Regions from separate parts of the Gossypium hirsutum genome. Here region 1 is linked to region 2. A link is a contact called in public Hi-C data. All regions are on one chromosome and are shown on one strand. The core of a region is the stretch at or near the end of the contact, and the rest is flanking DNA. Distances in the headings are between cores, read along the strand shown.

The links. Hi-C and Micro-C count contacts between places; a contact is called where the count stands out from the background.
Region 1: a contact with region 2 is called in a Hi-C map of leaf, with 1.7 times the contacts expected there. The contact joins two enhancer-like sites. A contact is called at or near these places in 3 of 34 Hi-C or Micro-C datasets (callus, hypocotyl and leaf).

Annotation. Positions count from the first base shown.
Region 1 is chrA11:78,438,450-78,443,402 of Gossypium_hirsutum_v2.1, reverse strand. All of the region lies in intron 4 of LOC107890772 (nucleotide-sugar uncharacterized transporter 1), which reads left to right. Among protein-coding and RNA genes, the nearest start is that of LOC107890772, 8.2 kb to the left of the region's middle. Within about 2 kb of position 2,977, at least 7 of the 9 cell types and tissues checked have an H3K27ac peak or open chromatin away from gene starts, as enhancers often do. A contact at or near this core is called in leaf, where this site is marked.
Region 2 is chrA11:77,795,458-77,801,009 of Gossypium_hirsutum_v2.1, reverse strand. No RefSeq gene overlaps it. Among protein-coding and RNA genes, the nearest start is that of LOC107890247, 6.6 kb to the right of the region's middle. Within about 2 kb of position 3,194, at least 8 of the 9 cell types and tissues checked have an H3K27ac peak or open chromatin away from gene starts, as enhancers often do. A contact at or near this core is called in leaf, where this site is marked.

The DNA of each region.
Region 1 (4,953 bases), core at 1,728-4,227, 640 kb before region 2:
TTTTGGTTACCCTATCATAAAGAAGAGGGACACCTAAGTAATTGCCTAGATTTTGAACCTCTTGGAATCTGAAAAGTTAGCTAATTTGACTATAGACATCAACTCTAATAGACTTGGAAAAGAAGATATTGCTTTTTCCCACACTAACTTTGTGACCTTTAAATCTTATAAAATTGAGTAAGAATGCTATCCAATAGCCGTGCTTGATAAAGATGAGCTTTGCAAAAAATCACCAAGTCATCAACAAAGAACAGATGAGATACTGTAAGATCGTTACGAGATAAGTGAATTGGATCCCAATTACCGTTATCCATTTCAGCCCGAATAAAATGACCCAACCATTCCATGCAGAGCACAAAGAGATAAGGCAATAAGGGACATCCATGGCGGATTCCCCTAATCGGTTTGAACTTCTGAGTAGGCACCCCATTCCAAAGGATTTGCATAGAAGCGGAAAAGATAGCCGACATAATCACGTTCTGTAGAAAGACAGGGATTCCAGCTACAGCCAATAAGGCATTAATAAATTCCCAACTAACTCTATCATAAGCTTTTTCCAAATTTAGCTTAATAGTCATCCAATTCCTTCTTTTCCTATTACCTTGCATAAAATGGATGACTTTTTGAGCCAAAATGATATTCTCAGAAATGTTTCGTCTAGCTATAAAACCAGTTTGTTCCTGATATATCAGTTTAGGGAATATCACCTTAAACCGATGTGCAATCACTTTCATCACCAACTTCTAGAGAATAGAAAACAAACTAATAGGGCGAAAATGACTGAAATCATTAGGACTTTATTTTTTTGGAATGAGAACAATCAACCTATTATTCAAGTCCTAATCGATCAAACTACTAGCAAAAACATCCTTAACCCATTGACATATATCATTACGAAGGATATCCCACTAACTTTGGAAGAAATAAGTATGAAAACTATCACTCCCAGGGGCTTTTAGTGGGGCCATGTCGAATAACGCTATTTTAATCTCCTCATCATTTATATCAGCTTCCAAAAAAAAAGTCTTTGAGGGATTAAGACAAGGAAAACCAAAATTAGGAATGTCTCTCAAGACAGAAGGTACCTCACCATAAAGTCTTTCAAAGAATTCCACCGCTTTAGATTGCAGGATATCTTGATTAGAGTACTATTCTCCATTATCTATACGTAAGGATGTGATTTGGTTAAAATTCCTTCTCCTTATTGTACACTATGGAAGAATTTAGTATTACGATCACCCAATTGAAGCCAATCACACCGAGCTTTTTGTCTCTAGAGTAAATCTTCATGGTCTAGAACGTTTTCTAGCTCATCTTTAATTTCCATCTCTTTTTTAGCTAAACATGTAGAGATAGAGTTGACTAAGGCACTTTGAATACTATTGAGCGATCTCATGAGGTTCCGCTTACGAGTACCCAAAAAGCCATACACATTCCTGTTCCAATCTTTGACAGAATAAACAAAATAGGTTAATGAGTCAACCATATTACCTGCAAATTTCCATTTATCTCTGACAAGATTGGGGAAATCATTGTGGTTTGTCCATCCTGCTAAGAATCTGAAGGGTCTGCCTTTATTTATACAAAAATCCGGTCTAGTAGACAATAAGAGAGACCGATGATCCGATTTAATCCAAGTGAGATGATGAACTAAGCACTACGAGAAAGTTATCATCCAAGCGTCATTTGCTAAGGCCCGATCGAGTCTAACAAAAGTGGCCACCTCGTTGCCAAGTGTAGGAAGAATCACTATACCTCAAGTTCTGCAACTCACAAGAATCAACAAAATGTCCAAATAAATCACATCGCTTACCTATGGTAAATGGACTTTTCTTATCCGCAGGTGATAAAATGGCGTTAAAGTCCCCCATAATAAGCCAAGGGATAGAATGATCAGGGATTACAGATTTTAACCCCTTCCAAAGACGCTTACGTTTTGATCTATCTAGGCTGCCATATAGAAAATAAATAAAGAGGAACTTATTAAGGATAAAGTTATCAATACGTAAAAAAATAAATTGAGGATGGTTTCGAATGATTTGAACTTGAACCGTCTCCTTCCATCTGACCCAGATACCACTTGCAAAACCAACAACTTTAACTCGATGTGAGCAATTAAAACCCAATTTCTCAATAATAGAATTAACCTTAATAACACTCACTCTCGGTTCAACCAAACAAATAATATCAGATCGGTGTTCCACATTGTATTCTCGAAAAGCTTAAATAAAATTTCTGCTAGCACAGCTTTGACAATTCCATGTAAAAATATTTAAATTTAGCCCATAATAAATAATTAAATAGATAAAAATAAAACCAAATAGAAGATTAAAAACAACGAAACTTTAAAATAAATCAAACCCAAATAACCATAAAAGTTCAAAGGACCCAAAAGACTAGCTCCCACTTGTTGTTCATCAAAATTTGGAACAACTTCAAAATCAAGATCACCTTTGGATAAAGCCGAAAGACTCTCAGCCAGTTGCTCCAGAGACTCCTTCAACATCACTCGGTGTGAGTCAGAGGTTTTGAATCAGGTACTATTACTATGGAAAATTCTGCTTTGTTTTTTTAGTAATTCTCCTTCCCCTGTTTCTCATTCCCTTTCCCGTGCCAGAGAAAGCCACTGTAGACAGACCCAAGGATCTTTTAAGAGAAGGATCACTGCTGTTAATATTGAGATTTTTGTTTTCAGGAAAAACCACAGTCGAGTGTTTGCCGGAATCGAGACCTCCTACTTCCACCAGAATTTCGTTTTGGTTATGCACAACAAATGTTGATTCTACCCGAAAGGTTGAAGCCCTGCCTTCAAGATAAAGATCTACCTCATTATGAGATTTTCTTTGCGATCCGGCCGCCGTAGGGGACCGACTGCAACTACCAGCAACCTCAGGATTAAACTGGGCTACTGACTTCGGGCCAAACTGATCCATCATGCCTCAGGCTTGAAAATTCGGAGAAACCCCAAGGCCCAGGTGTTTAGACGGTTCTTTAGAGAGTTGTAAGCTATTATTATTCCCGTCTGTCTGACCGTTGTGCTGGAAGCCAGAATCCTTATGGAAATTTCCAATTAAAACTTCTTTCCTTCTAGGTCTCCGAGAATCTGGCAAATCCACCTCATAATTCTCTTTGGTCAAATCCTTATTGTTAAGGACCCTAAAACGAGAACCTTCAATTTCCCTCTCATGATTTCCTAAAGAGTTTTGCGCATTCTCTCTAAACTTCCACCTTGATTTCCTTTCGACAATCATCCATGGCCTGTAAATTTCGTTCGTCTTCTCTGACCCGTCCGCGGCCCTATTTCGACTTTCTGATGGCACTTCCGGTGGGTCAATATTCTTTTCACCAATGGGATCATGGTTTCTATAATTACAAAAATTCTCTACATGCCCATATCTCTCACAAAGGAAGCAAATTGTAGGTAAAGATTCGTACTCCACATTTTGTTTTCGACCATTAATCAGGATTTAGGAAACCAAAGGTTTATCCAAGTCAACTTAAATAACCATTGTAGCAAAGTGACCCCTTGCCCTGTTATCGGTGTTCATATCCAACTTGGCTACTTTTCCAACCATTCTCCCTATCTCAGTAATGATTTTATGATTTTATGATTGTACAAATAACCAACTAGGCTAAGAAATCTGATCCAAGCCATCACAACACTTGGAAATCCCTGTATAGGATCAAAAGCTAATGTCCAAGGTTGGACAGTCAAGTATTGACCAAAAATGGTTCAGGGACCTTCTAAAAGAGCTTTTTCACAATCTAGTTTATTTTGAAATTTGACCAGCAAATATCCATTCTCAATATCCATCATATGCAAAGGCTCCACGGGTCTCCACAAGTTATATATTTTGTTCTGGAAAACCTAAAATCTAATAGTACGACCAAGAAATTTTAAAATCACGGTGTTCTTCATACCTTGAATGAGGATTTAATGAATCCTATCCGAGAAAGTTATAGCAGGCACTCCATTCACAAATAATTTCTGGATGTCTCCTTCCAATATGTCAATTTCTTTTTTTCCTTCCGATCTATTGAGAGTGTCCTTTGGAGATTGTCCGGCGAGTTTGTCTCTTCACGAAATAGGTTGTTCCGAAGACAGATCAACCATCATGTCACTACTCGTGTCAACATATTTCTCTCTAAATTGAATTTTTTTAGGCATCAACTCCTCCGCAATGAATTTCACAGAACCGGAGTTATCACAGAGAGAAGACATTTTTAAGACCTAGGCAGAGCTTTCTTTTTCCCTAAATTTTTCCTTCGAGTATATTTTAATCTTCAGTGAGTTCATAACCTTAAACTCGTTAGAAAAGAGTCTTAAACCTCTACAATTAGAATAAAAATACCATTTTGCCTTTTTGTCTCTTTGCATAATTTCTTCACAACAATAGATACTTATCAAATCTAAATATCATAATTCACATTAAACTCTTAATAATAATCCTGGTATGGTAAAAGTTACACTTTTATCCTCTTCTCGACAAAAATAGAAATTTTACAATTTAATCCATATATTTTGAAATCTTTTTCATTTTATTTCCAAGAGTTGTTTTTATCGCACTAATACATATTCCAATTTTATTCTCATGCCAAATAATCAGTAATAACTCTTATTTCTTTTTTGATTAAATTTGCACTTTAATTCTCCAACTTTTTCAAATTTACAATTTAATTCTTTTGCTACATGTCCAATGTCCACAATACTATTCATCGAATTCTATCCCTAATATCAATTTTCCTTTTGTAAAATTTGTATCTGACTCAATTTTTAATTTTTTCGTCATTTCATTGTTTCAAATCTCAGAACAGTACTCTATCTTATTGAAAATTTGGGGGTGTTACAAAAAACCTTGTCCTCAAGCTTGAAGTCACAGTTCCCTTGCATCTGTTGTTATGTCTGTTGGTTCATTGTCCTTTATTTCCAACTAGAAAAGCTTTTTGCATTGA
Region 2 (5,552 bases), core at 1,945-4,444:
ATTTTTGTACAATTTATAATGATTTTCTAAAAACAAAACAGGGAATCCAGTAGTCATTTTGACTCAGCCCCACAATACTTCAAATATCTCAAGATCGGTAACTCTTTTGTTTTTATAGTTTCTTTTGTAAGAAAATAGACTCTTCAAGCTTTAATGACATAATTCACTCAGCTTCTAATTCAACTCCTACAAATTATGGCGATTTTCCAAAATCACCTTACTGCTGCTGTCCCCAAACAGATTATTACCAAATCAAATACTAACATTAGCATTTCACCTTAATAGCTAGCTTACCAAGCCTTAATTTAACATATAATTCACACATATCATATTCAGCTATATATACATTTATCATATTTCCATTTCAGCATATATAACTAACATTTATTCCGAAATTTTAATATCTAATTGCTTATAACTTTCTTCGGATGTCGTCGGCTAATTGATCGGCTACTCAACTACTTTCGGTTTTCCCCGATCTAAATCCAATTTCTTGGTTTCTTGATCTTAACATATTCAAATAAATCTCGTTTTAACATATTTTCATTCAATTTAGTCTAATAACGCATAAATGGGTAAATTACATTTTTACCCCTAATATTTCGCACTTTCACAATTTAGTCTTTATTCCACAAAACACAAAATACACAAAATTTGGTCACACTCCTTAAGGGCCGAATCTTCCTAGTACCCATACAAGTCCATACATTTCATTTATTTCACCTTTGAGTCCTTCAAAAATTTATTTTTGTAATTTAGCCCTAACTACTCAAAATCACCAAAAACTTCAACACAAAACATATTAATCTTTAACATATCTTTCATTTTTCATCAACAACTATCAAAAAGCTCAAGCACTCATCAATGGCAAAACACAAAATCATCATCAATTCACAAAATTGAACCATGGGGTTTAAAGAACACAAAGCAATGATATCAAAAATGTGAAAATTATCAAAAACCAAACAAAAGACTAACCTTCCTTAGGTTTCAAATGACCGAATGCTATCCTCCTCTCTTCCTCTCTACAACCGGCCAAGATGAACAAGGTGATAACCTCCCTCCTTCTTTTTTTTTTCTTTTAGTATCCTTAATATTTCTTTTATCATTTCTTTTCTTTTACTTAAAATAATGTCCACTTCATGGAAATTTACCACATAGTCTAATATATGCTCCATCATGGCCGGCCACTATGTATAAAAAAAGGGGTATTTGACATGCAAAGCCAATATTTTCACTCCTTGCTTAAATTGGTCCTTATAAATTACCCTATCACATTTTTAAAACTTTCTCACATAAGTCCTATGGACTAAATTCACATGCAATTGACTAAATCGAAGCTTGAAATTTTCCACACATTCATAATCACATATTTTAGACAATAATATCACATTCAAACATTTCGGTGACTCGGTTTAGCAGTCCCAAAACCACTTCCCGACTAGGGTCAGTTTTGGGCTGTCACAAAGCCCGTTTGCTTAGAAATTGTTTTCCCAAAACCCAATTGGCCTATTCCTCCCCCAAATCAATTCAAACCTCCATGCCAGCCAATTCCAATTATTTTTCTTATTCTCTCCAGACTTTGTTTTTTTATGAAACCTTAAAATTAAACTCTCTATTCAAACCCCCATTTTCATTAAACTTTTGTTGTGTTCTTTTTTTTTTTGGAGTGGTGTAGGTTTCTATTGTATTTTGGACTTTTGCTTATGTTTTTTTTTATTATAATGTTGTTATTTACTTAAACTCATGCTATTTACTTTGACTTTTACTTATGTTTTTTTATTATAATCTTGTTGTATTTTTTTTTGTTTTTTTAGACTAATGTTGTTTATTTAGGTTGATATTGTGTTGCTTGTATTTATTCACTTATTTACTTTAATTTTTCGTTGTATGATCATGTTTAAAAACTTTAAAGAAAATTATTTTTTGAAAAATTACATAAAAATAAATAACGCTAGAGTCATTTTTTTTTAAAACTTAACTCGAACAAATATATTCGATTCGATTCGATTCGATTCGAATCCCATCTCACTCGACTTGATTCGAGAAAATTTCAAATAAAGTTAGGATGATAAAATAAGATTCAAAAACTCGATTAACTCGAAAATTTTCGATTCGATTCGATTCGATCGAATGCTCACCCCTAATAAAAACTACTAAAAATCATAAATTACTACTTTAAGCATGAAAACCTAAATATATGCTATAATGCTTTGATTTAACTATTTAACTATAATTCATGGCAGATCAGAATTCTACTACTATGAATTATGCTACATACAGTAGAAGTTGTATACCCAACGCATCAATTTTTGGTTCCTTATCTATTTGAACTCTAAGTTTTACTTACATTAAAGTATACGAATCACGCATACATAGTCCATCATCCACTCAGGATTAATGTATGTCGCACTATGAAAGCCACAAGTGAATAAATCTATAAACTTAGTCAATATCTATTCTACTTGAGTCTAGTCTAATGTATTGTCAGTCTATCTTCTAGGAGTCATCTGCTCCAATGTCCAAAACAAAGCATATTCAATGGCCTTGATAAACGACATATTAGTTTTTCAATCAATTTGTTCATTTCCGATTAAACTAAGGACATGTTTGAGTTCTTTTACTAATAGAAATTATCTTTTTGTACTTCCAAATGAAACCCTATAATTTAACTAAATATATAAAATAATCTACAATCTAAGTTAATAACCTAACTTCAAATCCTAAATTAAGATCTTATACATAACTTAATATAATAATCCTAAAGAAAACCTAAAATTATTCTAAAGTTTAAATTAACTCGTCCAATGGATTGAAATCTTAAACAAAATGGAACCTAAATAAAAGCATTTAAAATCTAAAATCTAAAATTACTAGTGACCCAAAATCACAAAATCACAATCATAAACGGAATCATATATATATATATAAAAGAAAATCAACATATGACAAATAATAACAATAATAATAGTAGTAATACCAATAACAACACTTAAATAGACAGTAATAATAATTAACAGAAGTAAAATGATGAAGATGAAAATTAATGCAAAAATTTTAAATCAATAAAAAAATAAATAAATGAAATAAGAAAATAAAGGGTTAGGGTTTAAAAACAATGAATGTAAGAAGTAGAGCACCGAACAGGCAATTATTTGCCTTGGGTTTTCGAAATCAGAGTAAACACAAATCAGAGGGACTGAACTTGGGATATTCCCTTGCGGCGGTCCCCCTTAGCAAATGATGGCGGCACGGAGGACTTATGCAGCAATTCCCCTTTTTTCATGGTTGTAAAAAGGGTTGAGAACCTAATAATTTTAATATTTCCCCTTCTTTTTTTAACAAATACCAAATGACTTTCTCTCTCTTTTTCTCTATTGTCTGGTCTTCTTCTCGGCAAGCTCCCCCGTCAGAGAACCCAAGGGTTCTCCGGCCTCCAGTAGTGGAGCACGGTGGCCGGTATACTAAAAACTTTATTTGAAATTTTTTTGTTTCTTTTATTTCGTTTCTGTTTTCATTTCTTTTTCGGTCTTTTTGTTCGGTCTCTGGCGTAGCTCCGTTACCGGAGAACCGTCCTGTCTCCGGCGCTGGAGCTCCTTCACGGTGGACTCAATATAAAAAAGAAATAAAACAAGCCACTATTTAAACCCCGCACTCTTCTTTCTTTTAAAAAGAAAAAGCCGACATCGTCAAACTCTTTTTCTTCCTTATTTCTCTTCTTCGAGTGAATACCTTCGAAAGGGCCTCTTCCTTCGCTTACCACTTTCTCTCTATTTTTCTGGGATTCTTTCCTTTTTATTTTATTATTGCTTTTTTTTCTGTCTGCGGACCTAGGGTTTTTGTCTTTTGTAATTTATAAACTAGTTAGTGCTAATCTCATTTTTTGCTAATCTTGTATTGCTCAATCTGTAATCTGTTCGTTTGGTTGTTTAATCCATTTTTGTTGTTTGTAAAATGTCAAAAATTGTTTGTTTCCTTTTACCAATATTCCCTTATGCTGAGTACTTGGGCTATCGGTTGCCAAAATGAATAAAATTGCTATCTTGGTTCTTTCTTCCACCGGCCGCAACAGTTAGCTAGGTACAACACCCTAGCTATAAAGATAAAAAAAAAAAAGAAATATGGACCTTTAGGCCGAATTAAAAACGATCGTGAAAATTATTTTAGCCTTGTGTCTTGCAAATGATTAATTTTGGGTCAAAGAAAATGAAGCAAACTTGGAAATTGGGCTTTGAACAAAAATTGGGCTTGAGAATCGATTTTAACATTAAAAAAGAAATGATTTGACGCTTAGAAACAATTTCTATTTTCAAAGTTTAACTAGCTTCCAACGGTCTAGGGTCAAAAGCAAATTTACAAGATTTTAAGATCATATAACAGTATGTTCATTCGGGTAATAAATTGTAATGACAAAAAAAAGAAAAGAAAGGAAAACAATGGATAAAAAGAAAAGAATGGAAAAAAAAAAAGAAAAGGAAAAGTAAATATTTGTAAAAGAAAAAAAAAGTAAGTAAAGGAAAGGAAAATAATGGAAAGTTAAGGAGAGGAGAAGTTATATGGTTATTTTGTTTGGATAATTAAATTAATAAAGGAAAAAAAACATAGAATGACTTTTCATTATCTATTTTTTATTAAACTATAGAAAGTTAAAGAAGTAATTATTTATAATATTTTTTTTCAATTATATTCTTCTCAAGGAAAACGTAAATGATATTCACTCCTTTTACTTAAAAAAAAGTTATCCAAATAAAGGAAAGGGTATTACTTTCCCTCACTTTCCTAATCTTCTATTTTCCTTATTTTTATTCAATCCAAACATATGGAATTTTAGTTCTCAATATAGCTGGTTATTGACGGTTAACTCTAGTTTTTTCCTTAATTATTTAGTTGTTCTTAGTGAATTCTTGTAATTAGGTGAAGTTTTATTGTAACCGAGATTAAATTTTAGTAAATCTCAAGAGTTTGTGAGCTGAATTGGATACTTTTGGCAATCCAAGTAGGCAAGTGGAGATATCTCAAGTATGGGACTTGATGAGCATTTCTCAACTCTTCCTATAGCTTGATTTCTGAATATTAATGATTATTATATTGCCTTGTTTTCAAAGCATTAGCTAAATTTCTTCAAGGTTAATTGTATTTGGACGATGAGTTGATGTGATAAGATTAACACGGATGTCAATTTACATGTTAATTTTGCTTAACTGATTGGGCTCAACTTGATTCTAGTGTTTGATACACATTAGTGTTTCTAATCATACAATAAATGAGAGTTAACCATAGCGATCCAATCAATTAGTGTCGTGGGAGATAGAGCCAACCAGTGAAGTTCTAAATTAGAGGCAAACATTATTCTTTCTAGTTTTATCTTTGGAGTATTTATTTGACAATGATCTCTTGAAAATATTAAAAAATATTATTTTAGAAAATTCATTGAAATATATATGTTGTTTTAGAGATAAAAATCTCAATTCTAATATTAAAATTCTGCTTCTTTTTTATGTCTGTAAAATTTGAAATTTCATTTTAACGTAATAATGAATAAATTTAAAAAC